2 separate regions of the Sus scrofa genome follow, and region 1 is linked to region 2. A link is a contact called in public HiChIP or PLAC-seq data. All regions are on one chromosome and are shown on one strand. The core of a region is the stretch at or near the end of the contact, and the rest is flanking DNA. Distances in the headings are between cores, read along the strand shown. Region 1 overlaps MYO10 (unconventional myosin-X). Region 2 overlaps MYO10 (unconventional myosin-X).

Evidence for each region. HiChIP or PLAC-seq counts read pairs in DNA pulled down with a chosen protein or histone mark.
Region 1: a contact with region 2 is called in an H3K27ac HiChIP or PLAC-seq map of skeletal muscle. The contact joins two enhancer-like sites. A contact is called at or near these places in 4 of 47 Hi-C or Micro-C datasets (embryonic fibroblasts, epiblast stem cells and skeletal muscle) and 1 of 2 datasets of contacts at active chromatin or transcription factors (skeletal muscle).

Annotation. Positions count from the first base shown.
Region 1 is chr16:6,021,056-6,025,058 of Sscrofa11.1, reverse strand. The region is part of intron 4 of MYO10 (unconventional myosin-X); the gene reads left to right. Among named protein-coding and RNA genes, the nearest start is that of MYO10, 120 kb to the left of the region's middle. Within about 2 kb of position 1,913, at least 3 of the 83 cell types and tissues checked have an H3K27ac peak or open chromatin away from gene starts, as enhancers often do. A contact at or near this core is called in skeletal muscle, where this site is marked.
Region 2 is chr16:5,926,401-5,930,514 of Sscrofa11.1, reverse strand. It overlaps MYO10 (unconventional myosin-X), which reads left to right. Exons shown (of 41, transcript XM_005672397.3): 28 at 154-249. Among named protein-coding and RNA genes, the nearest start is that of RETREG1, 49 kb to the right of the region's middle. Within about 2 kb of position 2,209, at least 2 of the 83 cell types and tissues checked have an H3K27ac peak or open chromatin away from gene starts, as enhancers often do. A contact at or near this core is called in skeletal muscle, where this site is marked.

The DNA of each region.
Region 1 (4,003 bases), core at 664-3,163, 95 kb before region 2:
CCTGTGTTGCTGTGGCTATGGCATAGGCCAGCAGCCGTAGCTCCGATTGGACCCTTAGCCTGGGAACATCCATATGTCTCCGGTGCAGCCCTAAAAAGCAAAAATAAATAAATAAATAAATAAACCTTGCACCCTGAATTAGAAAAGCACCAGCAAGAATGTGGCATGGGGCATGCCTAGTGTCCATGTCACATAGCAAATTTACCTTTCTAAGCTTTGTAGTTTGTTTTTAAAAGAGGAGTTCCCTGGTGGCCTAGCAGTTAAAGGATCTGGCATTGTCACTGCTGTGGTGCAAATTTGACTCCTGGCCCAGAAACTTCTGCATGCCTCAGCTCCCCCCTCCCCAAAATAAAGTTGCAGGCAGAAACTGATATAAATAGGTAATTTCAACACAGCTCACCTAATGGGCAAATAGAAATGTGTACATAGTTGCTCAGAGAAAAAGTAGCAGTTGATGCTCAAGAAGGAATCAAGAAGATACGTCACAGGGACAGGGACATTGTGGTCATGAGTCAAAGGGGATGTGGGAGTGTGGCTGGCACAGAGGGCAGGAAGGGCACAGCAGCATTTGCAAGAACATGTGGAAGAACAAGGATCATTAGATGGGAGGTAGGCCTGTAGCACGTGGGATTTGTTAAGGACAGAAGGACATGGGGTTCGAAACGCAAAGAAGGGAGCTGCCATTCCTTAAGAACGATAAGAAGCCTTTCCTGCAGGGAAGCTGAGGTCTGGAGCTGTTGAGCAACTTGCCAAGGATGCTTGAGTGTGAGCAGCGGACACAGGACTTGAACTTGCGTCTCCCTGTGTTAGTTTCAGAACAGAATCCTACTTCCTGGTCCAGGGCCTCACCGTAACGGCTTTGTCCTGCTTACTAAGAGCTTCAGAGTGGATCCTCCAGACACTAGAGGAGCTTCCTGAGTCTTCTGGCAGCAACGGAGTCATCGGTGTCTGTTTTGAGAAAATCAAGTGAATCGGGAATGTGATTCGTAGGATGGAAAATGCCAGGTGTCAGCAAAGCTGTCCTATTAAGGCCAGGAGGACATACGTATTTTAATGATCAATGGATGAGATCGTCTCTGTTACAACTGCTTCATCATCCTTGCCCTGGAATGCAGTGTTCTAATAAAACTTTATTGACAAGAACAGGCAGGAGGGCAGGTTTGGGGTCATGATTGACACCTGCACTGGAAGGAGATGGGCCTGCAGGGTGGATAAAGGCCCCTATTGCCTCCAGAGGTCCTTTTCTCCAGGTGTGTTTTGATCCCTCCTCCCTGCTTTCTTGGGGACTTTACTCCATCTTTGACCCTCTCTGCTCCTGATTCTCCGACCTCTCCTTTTCTTGTGAATCGTCAGCATTATCATTCAAAAATTTCTAGAATGTTCGTCTTGGGGAAAAAGAAAAGATGTATCTTTGGCTCCACACTCCCTCCCATACGCTGCCCGGCTCCTTCCAGCTGCTCCATCATTCTGGTTTCTTCCTCGTTCTCTGGGTTCCTCCATTGTCTTCCACGTGGGATGTCTTCTGACCCCAGCTGCCTCTCCTTCTCTGTGGCTGCAAGCCTCCCCAGACTCAGACGCCCCTCCTGCCAGCTTCTCGTGAGTTGCAGGTGTGCATCCAGGTGGCCCAGAGCATCGTCACAGAGCCTCTGACAGACATCTCGGGCGTGGCCCCACCTCAGTTCATCCTAATTTTCTCCTGAAACGTCTTCCTTCTCCCCTGCTTCTCCACCCCAGCAAGTGGACTCTCCATTCTACCAGGTCCCAAGCCTGAGATGGGGAAGTCGTCCTTGGATCTAGACGTCACCCCCCTCCGCAATAAGTAGGTGAAACCATATGCAGTAAAGTATACTGGTCTCATGTTTACAGTGTGAGCGTTGACAGACGTGCCCAGCGGTGTTCCCAGTGCCGAGGTCAGCACGCTGACTGGCAAGCTTCCTGGGCTGTCCCAAGTTGTCCCCCAGCCTCCCTGTCACTCACCAACCACCCAGACCGGGGCCATCAGCCGTGCCCTCCCTTCTCCCTCCACGATCTGTTGGGGGCCCTTCCCGTCTACTCTCTCATTGCCCTTCTGCCCTCACTTCCTGCTTCTTCTCCGCCCTCCCTCCGTCCAGCCCCCACACTTCGTCCTTCGCACCCAGTGATTCTCTAAAACTGTAAACCTGATCATGACCTTGCCCTGCTTAAAAACTGCCGTGTGACTTGCTCTTCTGCCTACAAAAAATTCTCAAAACTTTGAATACAGCCTCTGAGGCCTCCCATCAGTGCTTTGGTTTACTTTTCTTTCTTTTTTTTTTTTTTTTTGCTATTTCTTGGGCCGCTTCCGCGGCATATGGAGGTTCCCAGGCCAGGGTCGAATCGGAGCTGTAGCCACTGGCCTACGCCAGGGCCACAGCAACGCGGGATCCGAGCGGTCGCGTCTGCGACCTACACCACAGCTCACGGCAATGCTGGATCATTAACCCACTGAGCAAGGGCAGGGATCGAACCCGCAACCTCATGGTTCCTAGTCGGATTCGTTAACCACTGCGCCACAACGGGAACTCCAGGTTTACTTTTCTTTCCCTTTTTCACCTTCACTGTTATCTCTATAGTTTTTTTTTTTTGTTTTTTTAAACAGTATCAGCTCGCTTGGGTTCATCTGGGTGCATGCATTTTCCCCAAAGCCCGTGTTTGCCTTTGTGGTTGTGTTGGCGCCAAGGGTTGGGACTGTAATTGCCATGGGCGAATGGGACAGCTGCAGGACTGGACGTGTAAGTGATGTGTTTGCTGTGAAGTGCAGATAAACTAACGTCATAATTGCTGCACAAGTCACTGTCTTATCATGCTGGGAATAAAGGAATGGGGTGAGATAAATAAAGGAACGATAGTGCTCGTGGTTGAAGAGGCTGCCAGACTCCTGAGAGAACAGGTAGTCGCAGAGCAGAGTGCATGCCTCAGTTTGAGCAAAACAGCATTAACCAGGGGGTTAAATTAGGCTTGTTAACTTGGATTTTACTGGTGTTATATTTTGTTTTCAATCCTGAAGTTTGTTTCGGTGTCATAGCTGTGCAATACGATAAGCAAAGAAGTAGCTACCTGGTCATTATATCATTATAATGCTATAATATTTATGCTGTATATTATGTAGTAGGTTATTATCAAGTTCACCAAGCATTAACTCAGTTCTGTCTCTGTCTTCCAGAAGCTAGCATCAGATTCCACAGGTAAAGGGCTTGGTCCCACAAGAAGGCAAGCTCTCTAGTACAGTTGCCAGTCTGTTGTGCCCTGTGCTTTTTGTTTGTTTTTTAGGGCCACACCTGTGGCATATGGAAGTTTCCAGGCTAGGGTCAAATTGGAGCTGCAGCTGAGGTCTACACCATAGCCACAGCAACACCAGATCCGAGCTGCATCTGTGACCTATCCCACAACTTATGGCAACACTGGATCCTTAACTCACTGAGTGAGGCCAGGGGTGGATCACATTCTCTTGGATCCTAGTTGGATTCTTTTTTATTTTCTTTTATTGTCTTTTGTCTTTTTAGGGCCGCCCCTGAGGCATGTGGAGGTTCCCAGGCTAAGTATCCAATTGGAGCTGTAGCTGCCGGCCTACGCCAGAGCCACAGCCACGCTAGATCTGAGCCATGTCTTCGACTTACACCACAGCTCATGGCAACATTGAATCCTTAACCCACTGACCGAGGCCAGGGATCCAACCCACAACCTCATAGTTCCTAGTTGGATTTGTTTCTGCTGTGCCGCAACGGGAACTCGCCCCTAGTTGGATTCTTAACTTGCTTAGCCACAATGGGAACTCCCTTTTTTTTTTTTTTTTTTTTTGCTTTGTCCCCTGTGCTTCTGACCAACCAGCTCTACCCTAGAGCTTTCAAGGACCCCCTCCTTGGGTTTTAGTGAATTTGTTCAAGCAGCCCACAGAGCTCACACATCTTACTAGATTACCACTGAGGTATAAAAGGATGCAGCTCAGGAAGCAGGTGAATGAGATGCACAGCCGGTGTGCAGGTCT
Region 2 (4,114 bases), core at 960-3,459:
TCCTGTCTAAAAGCCGAAAACCAAGGCTAAAGTATCAGTATCTGATTTTTCAGTTACAGTTTCTAACTCAGTCCTTCGTTTCACAAAGTTTCTTTTCTCGTTCATTAAGAATTCTGTCCCTGACGTGTGGTTGGTGCCCCTGTTCCTTTGCAGAGAGATCGTTGATAACACCAGCAAAGAGAATGGGATCGACATCATCATGGCCGATAGGACCTTCCACCTGATCGCCGAATCCCCGGAAGACGCCAGGTGAGCTCCGGTGCCGTCGCCTTGGTCGTAACCACATCCTCACTCCCCTGCTGGCCTGGGCATCACACAAATCACGGTTGAGCCTGCCAGCTCTGAAAAGATTTTAGTCGAAGCATTCCTGTCGTGGCTCAGCGGTTCACGAACCTAACTTGTATCCATGAGGACACGGGTTCGATCCCTGGCCTCGCTCAGTGGGTTAGGGATCTGGCTTTGCTGTGAGCTGTGATACAGGTTGCAGATGTGGCTTGGATCCCATGTTGCTGTGGTTGTGGCGTAGGCCGGCAGCTATGGCTCTGGTTCGACCCCTAACCTGGGAACCTCCGTATGCCTTGGGTGCAGCCCTAAAAACAAACAAAAAAAAGATTTTAGTTGATTTTCTAGTTGGGTTTTTCTGTTAGAATGGTTGAAAAACTGAAAGTCAGAAAAGATGGATGTACTTGTCTCCTGGGGACTCTCTCACCAGAAGAATGTGTCTGCTACAGCGGGCACATGGATTTCCCACTTCAGGGCCACTGGGCAGACTCCTTGTTATTTCCACTCAGGCCTTTGTCACTTTGTCACTAGCAGCATATGCTGCTACACGCAGCTGAAAGCCGCCCTCTGGAAGCTTCTGAGCTGTGAAGGAGAGCAGCTTCTGTGTGTTGAAAAGTTGAAAAAGCAGAAACGTTAACCACTAGCTACTTACATAAGCACTAGTGCTGAGGCATCGGGCGGGTGCTTGAGGCCGGGATGCTGAAGAACTCCGTCGGCTCAAAGAGATAGTTAACACGAGGGAACTTATTATATTTCAGGCAGTTTTTTTTTTTCTTTTTTCAGCCCCATCCATGGCATAAAGTATCAAGTTTCTGTATTACCCTTTTTTAATTTTTTTAACCAAACCCGTGGCATATGAAAGTTCCTGGGCCACGGATCGAATCCAATCCCCAGCTGCTACCCACACCACACCTGCAGCAACACCAGATCCTTAACCCACTGAACCAGAGCAGGAGCTTCCGGGCAGTATTCTAAAATGCTTCACCTATATTAACTCATTTAATTCTCATACAGCCCTCCAGGGCGGCAGTGTTGTTACTGTTTGCTAATTGTACAGAGGCGGAGACTGAGCTGCAGAGAAAGGGTGGCGTGCTCTGTAAAGCAGTGCAGGGTCACTTCTTTCCAACCGAGGCAGAAACCTTGTTAAAGAGCCTAGATTTTTTTTTTGGTCATTTTAGGGCCGCACCTGCAGCGTATGGAGGTTCCCAGGTTAGGGGTTGAATCAAAGCTGTAGCCATTGGGTTACACCACAGCCACAGCAACCCCAGATCCTTAACCCACTGAGCGAGGCTAGGGATTGAATCTGCATCCTCATGGATACTAGTCAGATTCCTTTCTGCTGAGCCGTGACTCCAAGGAGCTAAGGTTTTGGACTGACCTCAGAGGGTGGTGGTTTGCCTCATGGACTGGGCCAAGTCATCTGACTTTTCTGGACCTTGGTTTCCATCATGGTGCTGAGATGTGGCAGAAAATGAAGAACTGTTGTCGGTTCCTCCGCCTGACATCACAGGGTCACACAGTGGAGCATCTCTCTTGTCTCTTCCTGCTGCTTTGTGATTGTAGGGTCACATTGGAAGTGCCTGTCATCCACCCTGAGCAACACCAGCGAATCCCTTCTAATTTATGAGGGGGCATCCTTCAACCTGTGGTCTTTATTTTCCAGCCCAGAAATCACTAGAATCTTCTAGCCAGTTCTCGGGGCTCTTATGACCCTTTGCCCTTAGAATGTCTCTGTGGGTACTATACCAAGGTAGCAGCACGAAAGGCAAAGAAAATCATTCTTCCCATGGGAAATAACTAAAACCCTGCTTGGATCCATAAATTATGACACAAACTGGAAAAACAAGCAGACCTGGAATTAGAGCCCCATCATTCCGTCTGGGACGCTCAGAGACCTCGTGTGGTTTTCTGTGGTCCAGGGAATATGCCCAGAGCTCTTCAGCTGAATTATAGGCCCAGCATTTGGCAGCTGTCCTGTCTGGTTTGTGCCATAATGAACCTGCTAAATTTAACATTTGGAATATTTTAGCCAAGGACTTTTTGCCCTGGCCAGTAGAACACATTTTTAAAATTTCCCTTTCAGATTCCAGGTTGTACTTGATTTAGGAGGAGAGATTTGTAAGTTTAAAGGGGTCACCTGTACAGATGGAAAGCATAGCAAATTTTATTTGTGTGTCTGCTCCCATGTGGCCTGCATTTTGAATGGATGTATTGTTCAGTGTTTGATTGGAGATATTTTTGAGCTTGGAAAAAGCAGTGACTGAAGTCTTGTGTTTGGGTTAGCCAGAATCAAAGAACAAATTCATATTAAGATGTCGCTATTGGTCTCCTTCAAAGTCTATATATCCTGAGTATTTTCAAGCTCTTGGTTACGTCTTTTTCCTTCAAGAATCACAGGAGATAGATTTTAGTGCCTTGCTTTGCCTTGCTGTAAACAACTTACATGACTTACGTAATGTAGGTGTGAATTTTTTACTTAAATATCCATTGTATACTCAGTACTTTTTCCTCTGCCTTAGTTATAGGAGTGTGTGTGTGTGTGTACATATGTACACAATATGTGTCTCATCAGTCCCCTACAGGAGGAGGAGGTACTAGCATCTCTTTCACATTCGGTACCTCTCATGTGTAGTTATTGGGTTTTATTTATTTATTTATTTATTTATTTGTATTTTGTCTTGTTAGGGCCGCACCTGTGGCATATGGAGGTTCCCAGGCTAGGGGTCTAATCGGAACTGTTGCCACCAGCCTACGCCAGAGCCACAGCAATGCCAGATTTGAGCTGTGTCTGCGACCTACACCACAGCTCACGGCAACGCCGGATCCTTAACCCACTGAGCGAGGCCAGGGATCCAACCTGCAACCTCATGGTTCCTAGTTGGATTTGTTTCCGATGCTCCACCATGGGAGCTCCGTCACATGTAGTTGTGTAATAAATGTTGGATGGATGGACAGATGGATGGTCTGACTGACAGATGGATGGATATTCATGATCATTTTCCCTAAGCATGTATTGTTTCTAGCTGCATCATGACTTTTGTTCTCCTTAACTTTTCTGGAGTGGACATGTTTTCCCTTGTTATCTGATTGTGATGAGGCTGGAAGTACGAAAAAACATTTGAAATGAAGATAGAAGAGTTCTCTGTTCAAAATAATTTCTACTTCAGGCAATTGTTTTCTCTTTCCAGCTCTCCTCTGGTTTTAGTCGCTTAAGTAGAAATCCTATCAGGTGTCTTTTTGTCTTTTTGTCTTTTTGTCTTTTGTTGTTGTTGTTGTTGTTGCTATTTCTTGGGCCGCTCCCACGGCATATGGAGGTTCCCAGGCTAGGGGTTGAATCGGAGCTGTAGCCACCGGCCTACGCCAGAGCCACAGCAACGTGGGATCCGAGCCGCGTCTGCAACCTACACCACAGCTCACGGCAATGCCGGATCCTTAACCCACTGAGCAAGGGCAGGGACCGAACCCGCAACCTCATGGTTCCTAGTCAGATTCGTTAACCACTGCGCCACGATGGGAACTCCGAGAAAATAGATCTTAAGTGGCCATCCTCAGTCGATGCTCTTACATTATTGGCCTTTTTACCTTGGAATTCACTTCTGAAAACTGAGAAGGCACTTGAATGTTCCCTAGATTATAAATAATACCTTCAGTAAAGATCCTCTTTTGGGTTTTGTTTTTAGCTATGCCCGTGGCATGCTGAAGTTCCCAGGCCAGGGATCGAACCCAAACCACAGCAGTGACAGTGCCAAATCTTAAGGACTAGGCCACCAGGGAGCTCCAGTAAAGATCCTTGATCTAAGTGTTTTGGATAGAACTGATGATTTCATTTTTT